3 separate regions of the Danio rerio genome follow, and all the other regions are linked to region 2. A link is a contact called in public HiChIP or PLAC-seq and Micro-C data. All regions are on one chromosome and are shown on one strand. Each heading gives the region's core, a stretch centred on a gene start, on an enhancer-like site or on the middle of the called end of the contact. The rest is flanking DNA. Distances are from core to core; before and after follow the strand shown. Region 1 holds the start of smx5. Region 2 holds the start of sap130a (Sin3A-associated protein a). Region 3 holds the start of im:7152348.

Region 1 (2,951 bases), core at 72-2,571, 190 kb after region 2:
GTATTTTAAAAAATTCTACAAAATATTTTTAAATAGGAACATGATATTTGTTGGCAAACCTTTCATTAATAAGCCCATTTGATCAGTCCCTTCACCATTAAACTGATTCTTTAATACTCAGTGTAAAAACATGATTTCTGAAACTTTCAAAAAATTATCTTTTTTTGCAAATAAACTTTTCATATATTATATCATGTTCCTTCTGTATAACCTGTCAGAAGTTTTTAATTATTAAATGTGCGTTTCTCATGTTGTCACTTTTACATGTTTAGGCATACAGTACATCTTTCTTTTTCATTAACAGTACAGTGCATCTGCAGATCAACTACTGGCATTTGAAACAGCATCGGAATCGCCACTCATTTATTCATTCATTGTCTTTTCGGCTTAGTCCCTTTTGTAGGACTTATTGTAGGACTTATTGTTATGTTGTTTGTTTCAGTGACAAACATTTAGCATCAAAGTATTTTACAATATTTTAAACTACAAAAATAAAAGACATTAATGTATTTTTAATACAAAACATTAAGCCATTTCCATCAACCCTATCATAAATACTGCCCATCCCTGCTTATATTCATTCTAGGTAATTTTCAGAATGCTTGCTTTTAAAAACAGGAGAATGCATATTAAAGCATAATGTTATAAGAAGGCTCTATATGTTTAGGAACATTTATCTTTAAATTATAGAGAATCCAAAATCCATTTTTATTTTCAGAAATGTTGAAAACTTGTAAGCACTGACATTCATAGTATTTGTTTGTCATACTATTAAAGTCAATGGTTACAGGTTCCCAACGTTCTTCAAAATATGGAAAGATCAAGATGGTTTTAAACAAGTAAATTGATTAAATTGGCTGAATTTACATTTTTTGGATGCACATAAATACATAATCGTGAAAAACATTATAATCATTAGCATGTCGTGGAGGTTTTGTTTTGTTTTACAATATAGCGTTTTGTAAGTGGACTGCTTTTTTGTTTTATAAATGGGGATAACGCAGAGGATTAACCTGAGCCCTGGACTGTGCTTTATTATTATTTGTCTCCATCTGCTGACGAAAGAGGGAATTGCCAGAAAAGAGGAGCCATGTACGTGTATCAGCAAGCTCTGTGTCAGACATGTCATGTACCTCTTCGGGCATAAAGTTGACTGTTTTAAGAAAATATTTCACATCCATTGAACATGCGCCTTTTAATCTCTTTTGTGTGATGAACGATTGCGGAATAATTTACTGAGATGAGTACAAATGACGCAAAAACAGAACAAAACGCCAACAATTTCGCGACCAATGGGATTTTTACGTCTTCATTCTTCTAGCCAATAGAAGCACAGAGTGAAAGACCCGGCAGCTTTTTGATGACGTATGTGATCTAAAGCACAAAGCCGCGTGAAAATGGTAAGTGTTGTTATTTAGCAATATCATACAGTAATTTACGTTTAAGGAATTAATAAACGTGCTACGACCATTTGTTTAACATATTTAGGTTTTTTTGACCACTGTGTTCGCGAGAAAGACAAACAATGCTTCATGCTAACAGCTAACGCTAGCTTTCTTCATAGCCAAATAAAACAACATTCTCAAGCAAGGATTATCCCCTTAATTAAATGCCCAACAGAAACAACTCTGGCTGACTCCTATTATATTAAAGTCTTGGTATTTCATTTGCCTGCGTAATTTAGAAAGCAGTGTTATTTGCTGTTGACATTTCTCATTTGGTCTGTTGATAAAACTTGATTCAATCGTTTTATCGATGTCTTATTTGCTGTCCGCCTCATATTTTGAGAGTAATTCCTTCAAATGTTTATTCTCAGCTCTTCTACTCGTTTTTCAAGTCTTTGGTTGGCAAAGATGTTGTGGTGGAGCTCAAGAATGACTTGAGGTGAGTGCTCACCTTTCTTTTACAAATATTATATATATAATTAGAAATTGAATATACATATTTTATAATGTATGTGCCAGCTCGTAAAACTATGAACACATCTATTTTGCAGCATATGTGGAACATTACATTCAGTTGATCAGGTACGGAAACTGACTCCACACGTTTATTAATATAAACAAATATTGGGCGATTTAGGATTAAGTTAATCTTGTCATTTGTTCTTCCCTCACAGTACCTGAACATCAAACTGACAGATATCAGTGTTACTGATCCAGAGAAATATCCGCACATGGTGAGAAATGGATGAAATGAAAATTACACTCATAATCTTGGGTCTAATATCTTTATCAATGTCATGGAATTTTAAAAGGTTCATTTCAGACATTGAAATTTAGGAAATGTTGATATATTTTTGTCAGATTCATGGAATAACAGGGATTTTTTGTTTGTTACTTTACATTTTAGCTTTTCTTTATTAAAATATATTTGATATTTACAGCCATGCAAACCGCAAGTATTTTTTTTTTATATTAAGTAAATTATCATTTGTTGTTCTCATAGTGGCTATTAAATGAATGTAATAAAATGGCTAAAACCATTTCAATATATTTTTAATTTAATATTACAATTTTTTATAAGCACTACAGAAGCCTGTTATGTTCATGTCATGGTTGATATATTGGTTTATGGTAAAAGTACAGAAATTAATACTATGAAAAATCTGAAAATAGCAAGTGTAGGACCAATTTATTTTAAAGAATATTCAAAATAAAATTTTTTTTTGAATACTAAGTCATCTTTATTTTTTGAAATATGCAATAAAATATTTTCAGATTCTCATATAACATTGCTTTGGTTTTATTGTCAAAAAAACTAACTAGAAAGCAAGTGTAGAATTGCAACAGGATTTTTTTTTGTAAACCAACAATGCTGTGTAGTGAAAACCATTATTTAAAACGGTGAAAATACGGTCAACCATTTGATAGAGCAGGCAGCTAAAGGGTTAAAGAGGGAACCCTGATAATTGAATTGATTCCTAAATTAATGTAGATCAGGTTATTAAG
Region 2 (2,864 bases), core at 70-2,569:
GCGGTGATTCAGTTAGTTCCCCTCCCAGATTCTGTTAAGCAGTGCCATCTGGTGGTGGTGGGCATAAAAGCAATCATTTTCAATGTGGATTACAATTTTTTTTAATTTAAAGGGATAGTTCACAAAGTTGATTTTTAAGTCTTAATTTATCCAAGTCAGTTATTATCTATAGCATGACAGGAAATATCAGTTTGCGTTAATTCCAAACATTGGTTTCTTGAAATGAGGAGGCAGCGCTGCTGATATGTTGGCTTTAGACTGTCTGTGACCTCAATCAAGATTGACCAATAATAGAATATTGGGAATTCATCCCAGAGCGAAGATGCTGCTGAGCTACAGAGCTCAAAACCGTTCAACTCGTAAGCAACGATTTTAGATCCGCGAAAAAAAAAAAAAAAAAAAAAAAAGATATAACAGAAAGCAAAATGAATTAGACAATGAAACACTTGGTGGTAACTGCATAAAATGTCAGTAGATTACTTTTGTAGAGCAAATGTTTTGCACTATGAAATTTTTTTTTAATTAAATGTTTTTATTTTATTTTATTTTATTTTTTATTACAATAATGTACCTAATTTTGGTCAAAACCTTTACACGTTTGTTTGAATAGACACAAAATCCCGACATTCGTTCAAAAATTTTCAATGCGCAAGCAAAACAACTTGCAACATCTAGATTTTGATTGGATAATAAAGAAACAAATCTAATTCCATGCTGAAATAGTCTCCTGTGAACAATATTGTGCTCTTAGCCGCATGAAAAAACAACCCACAATGTTTTACAAACACGAAGCATTACAATAACTTGAGCTCTTCGCTTACAGAGTCCCGTTATAATTAAGGAAGTTGACTGAACTCCCTAGAGCTTTGGACAAAAAATAACAAATAAATAAATAAATAAATAAATAAATAAATAAATAAATAAATAAATAAATAAATAAATAAAATAACAATCAACTACTAAATTATTAATATTTATTTTGTAATGGCTTATTTTCAATTATCATGTGAAAGCATACTCATAATATTTCTTATTTATTTGTTTAGTTGATGAATTTAGCTTTTTCAAATGTAGGTAGGCTACATGGTCTGGAAAACACTAAATAAAATTTCCCAAAAAATATGTTATTTACATAGGCTATTTATTTTTTATTTGTATACATTTTTGCTGCATATTTTCCTCACTGTAACTGGAATCATCATTATTAGTTGTTAATGATGATTAAAATAATTTGTTTACAAATAGAAAAACATAGATAAAAAAAAAACGTGGACGCTCTAGTGAGGATTTTATTTTGAAATGGGTTGCGCCGGTCCGCCATTTTGTACTTTTTAGTTGATGCAGTATTCACACTATGTTGTGGGAATAGCTTCAGATATACGGTAGTAGTATTTACAATGTTTCTTGTCTTTTGCTTTAATAAGTTCTGTTTGTATTTGTAGCACGTTTACATATTGTTATAATGCAACAACATTGGTGTTTTGTGCATGAAACTTGCACTTTGTAAACAAATTCACATTAGCTTTTGTAAACCAGCAGTGGAACAGTGAAAAAAATAAGGCTTTTGTTTTGATCTGTAACATTTCTTCTTTTATTATAGCTGTTTGTATGATTTTCTACTGCATCCCGTTCGGTCTGATGAAAAAAGCAATAATACGCCAAAAGTGACAGTTATTGACATTAGCTAGTGTTTATCGCGCATTTAACGTTAGTAATTATTATGTTTAAAGTCGGATTATGTTTAATTATTTACGAAATAAAGGCGAATGGAGATGCATTTTATCTGTTTGTGATGCATCGATTGTAGTTTTTTGTTGGTTTATTTCGATCGTGTTTTTGTATGCGGACACATGATCATACATGTGCTTTACTCTGTTGTTGTGTTGAGTTTGGATCTCAAACATTGCCCCTGAACGAGGCCACAAACGCTCATTTACAACCAGCCCTAGTTAGACACACAATAATAAAAATCAAATCGGAATAATTAGGATTGAATAGTGCAGGCGGGTTGGAAGTAAACTGTCGGGCAGTGGCCCTCAAGAAGTGAGCTCACGTATATGTTCTTAAGCACACTGAGTGTAGCTCTTTTTGAAGTATGATGTATTCAGTGGACTTCAAGACTGCGCTTGTTGTTTTTTCTTGGCTGACAGACAGAAGATGAGTTCTCAGCAGTTTCCTCGAGCTGCTCTGCCTCCCTCTGCTGCTGCTGCTGCACCGGGTCAGGCTTCCGCAGACAGCAGCGGTACAGGAACACATTCAGGTAGGTGGATAGTGATACACCACTCCAATTATTTGCTCATAGTAATAATGTTCTAATACTAAGTTAGAAGTAATGTGTTGCACATATATATAATGGTTAAGCAAAGTTTTTTTAACACGCAGTTGTTAATTCGGAACAATTTATTTATGCTCATCATAATTTTAGAGGGTTCCTATTTTGCCGCTTTTTAACAAAAAAAAAAAAAAATAGACATTTGGTTTCTGCAGCATGTGTTTGAAAAGTGTCATCTCAAAATTACAACAACATACAAAAGTAGTTTCCCATAAATGTATGTCAAAAAAGGATACATATTTTCATCTCAAATTTAGCCAAGTGTTATCCTTTTTTTTTTTTTTTTTTACTGCAATCTAGTCCAGAAACTTTTTTTTTGTTCTTTTTCTTTTGATTACTTTTACAAACTTGTTGTGCATACCTTTTAAGTCTCTTGCCAAACAAGTCCATTGTCCAAAATATGGAGATTTTAGATGTTCGGTAAGTTTGTCACAAAAAATATAAGCTGTTCTTTCTTTGGGTTCATTCTTAAAAATGAAATTGAATGCCAAGAAAATCATTACTAAATGTGTAGATTTCTTTTTTGGCTAAG
Region 3 (2,950 bases), core at 6-2,505, 140 kb before region 2:
ATTGAATGTGTTTACGTACAGTACGCTTTCTTGTCCCAAATATGTTTAATAATTTGCAAAATCATGGGGTCACAAAAATGCATTACCCCATTTTTATCAAACAGCTAAATCTCATTGTACATGTACATTGTACTAGGCTCCAGTGTTTTGTAAATCTTCTCCTGAGGTCCACATTAGCAAAGAAGAGATGATGACTGAATATTCATATTTGGGTGAACTACCCCTATTAGCTTAGCAAAATGACAGTTGGAATCTTCAAGCAGATGGCAAAGCTGTCGCTAGCTCGGCCCCCACAGCCCATTCATCCTCATAGTATTCTCCTCTAATGCTGCAGACCACCTGTTAGTCCAGAATATTATATGATTTAATTTGACCTTTAAGTGTTGACCTCTGCCCTCTCTCTGAGTACTAACGCAGACAAAAACAACACTGAACAAAAAAGATCACCAAGGTCTCGTGTTTCTGCAATCTTGGGAAAACATCTACAATTTCAGCTCACAAAAAAATCTGTTTATATTTCAGGAGACTTTCAGGACATCTGTTTATATTTTCAGGAGCTCTTACATAATATTGCATTTAGTTTAGTTGTCTTGTTGGTGATGGTCAGGTAAAATATTATATGAGGGACATCCTAGTCAAAGTATAACTTGACTGTCCATCCATTTGAACAGTTTGTTCTTTCTGTTTCATGTCAAACAACAGTGCACAAGATTAATCATTTTCCAGGGACTATATTTAATCACAATTGAAACAAGACAATAATGAAGCAATGACATATGAATATTCAGATAATAAATAATCAATTACTCTTGCCCTAAAAGTTCTAAAACTGTTAGAATAACACTAAACAAGAAAAACATTTCAGTAATGCAGTAAGAAATGTATTTTTTTAAATAAGTTGAAATGTTATGTAACTTTGTTTCTAAAGACAAGTGTATCTTCTTGTAGGGTTAAATTGATGTTTTCCTGTTTTAAAACTGAAACAAAATACTGAGAAGTTAAGATTCTCTGCCCTATGACTAAAAATCCTATCATTTAAATTCATTTAACTAAACAATGTAGCAAAACTTCAACTCAGTCCAGGTTTTAAAGGAAGGAAATCAAGAAATGTACTTACAGAAGGCTGAATAGCAGTGCTCCAGTTCTCTGTGTGGACTGCTGCAGATCTTTGTCAGAAGATTAACGGCTCTGAGTGAGAATTAATGGGTGTGTGAATAAGAGCAAACCGGCTCTGCTGTCAGTGTGAGTAACCGGCGTGTGTGTGAGTTTGTGTTTAAAGTGGCTGTGGCGTTGTGGGGGAGGAGATTTCTGCCCTTCTCCTCCCCTTTTGGCACACAAAGCAAGACCCCTAGTTATTCAGAATTTGCGTTTTAGAGGATTACATAACAACTGGGAAGTTCTGGGAAATCTGTTCAGAGATGACGAACTTGTGGAAGAAACTATCAGCGCAGAAGAAAACCCCTAGGGGAGAACTCACAGTGGTACACTGGAAAAGCAGTCTGTAAAATTAGAAATACAAAGACTAGGTTTTGTAAACTTGACATTTCTTGTTAACTCTCTTTCAGAAGGTCATCGAGTGGCTTTTTAGACACAACTGAATGGAATGCAGGAAGTGGTTGATAACATCCTTGGGTCATTCCTTTCATCCTCTGAAGATTCAAATTAGCCCAATATGTACACGTACACGTCTTTAAAAGTTATAGCCTTTCAGTCGTTTTTCTCATGAGCTATAAGCCTAAAATACTGGAAAACACATTTACTTTTTAGTCATTTTGTATTTAATCAATTCCCACACACTCAGCTAACTTTATGATGAGTTATGATGAGTTATGATGATATATGATTTTAACACGTCCCAGTGATGGGTTGCAGCTGGAAGGGTATCAGCTGCATTAAACATATGCTGAATAAGTTGGCGGTTTATTTCGCTGTGATGACCCCAGATTTATAAAGGGGCTAAGCTGAAAAGAAAATGAATGAATGAATGAATGAATGAATGAATGAATGAATGAATGAATGAATGAATGAATGAATGAATGAGTTATTTAATTAATTAATTAATTAATGATTTTTATACAAGACTCTACATTCTTCTCTGTGATCCTATTTTTTTTTAAATGTGTTATCAAATTATGATCTTTCTAACTATGACTGAGGAATATACTAAGAATATAAAATAAGAAGTATATGTAATAATAATTTAATATTTTCATGAATACTCTAAAATAAGCTAGGCTGAAAAATCACCCAACATTCAGCTGCTGGTTAACTATGCAACAAAGCGCGTATGGGTTGTTTTGACCGAAGTGCTTAATCATTTAGCCCAGAATGCTGGGTTGTTTATTTGACACAACTGGTGGGTTAGGTTAACATTGGGTTTTTTGTTGTCTTATTGCCTTGCTACCTTTATATTGACCAATATCACTAATAGTAAATAACAATCACTAATTAATGAAAAATGAATATTATTTTTTTAATTTATAACATAACACAAAAATGCAGATCTAAATCAATTTGATTATTTTTCACCCAATATTTATTGTGCTCAACAGTCACATATTTTGTTCACACAATGGATTTGTGTCATATTTCTGGGTTTCTCAGTAGTGAAAGTTTTCATAGTTGGGTAAATTTAGAGTACATTGAATAGGAGAGTACAACATTTTTTTTTTTACAATTCCATATGCTGAAACAATAAAATAAAACCTCCAGATGGGGTAATCAAGATGTTTAGAGAAAGTGAAAAAAATAATTGTGTGAGACTGAAAATGACAGAGAGAACGATGCCAAATTTTTTGGATTTCCCAAATGCATCTATCTTTTTATTGGGGACTTGTGGAGCTGCGTATCAAATGTACTCCATACAAATTGACCTATTGCTGAGATCTACAAACCACGTCACATTTTCAACAATGACGTTCAAACAAGCCAATCTATTTGAAAAACAATG

Evidence for each region. Hi-C and Micro-C count contacts between places; a contact is called where the count stands out from the background. HiChIP or PLAC-seq counts read pairs in DNA pulled down with a chosen protein or histone mark.
Region 1: a Micro-C map of caudal fin shows a contact between it and region 2, with 12 times the contacts expected there. The contact joins the promoter of smx5 here to the promoter of sap130a in region 2. A contact is called at or near these places in 2 of 18 Hi-C or Micro-C datasets (caudal fin and hematopoietic stem cells) and 1 of 4 datasets of contacts at active chromatin or transcription factors (embryo).
Region 3: a contact with region 2 is called in an H3K4me3 HiChIP or PLAC-seq map of gastrula embryo, with 6 times the contacts expected there. The contact joins the promoter of im:7152348 here to the promoter of sap130a in region 2. A contact is called at or near these places in 2 of 18 Hi-C or Micro-C datasets (caudal fin and an unstated tissue) and 1 of 4 datasets of contacts at active chromatin or transcription factors (gastrula embryo).

Annotation. Positions count from the first base shown.
Region 1 is chr6:30,702,589-30,705,539 of GRCz12tu, forward strand. smx5 reads left to right here and starts at 1,322. Exons shown (of 5, transcript NM_131496.2): 1 at 1,322-1,400; 2 at 1,817-1,884; 3 at 1,997-2,027; 4 at 2,120-2,179. The coding sequence starts at 1,398. The region is part of intron 1 of LOC141386287; the gene reads left to right. It also overlaps a transcript of lpp not described here.
Region 2 is chr6:30,516,915-30,519,778 of GRCz12tu, forward strand. sap130a (Sin3A-associated protein a) reads left to right here and starts at 1,320. Exons shown (of 21, transcript NM_001098777.2): 1 at 1,320-1,382; 2 at 2,151-2,260. The coding sequence starts at 1,339. All of the region lies in intron 1 of LOC141386287, which reads left to right. The region is part of intron 1 of LOC141386289 (a long non-coding RNA gene); the gene reads right to left.
Region 3 is chr6:30,381,407-30,384,356 of GRCz12tu, forward strand. im:7152348 reads right to left here and starts at 1,256. Exons shown (of 4, transcript NM_001326424.1): 1 at 1,118-1,256. All of the region lies in intron 1 of LOC141386287, which reads left to right. It overlaps trnap-ugg (transfer RNA proline (anticodon UGG)), which reads right to left; the gene lies at 2,950.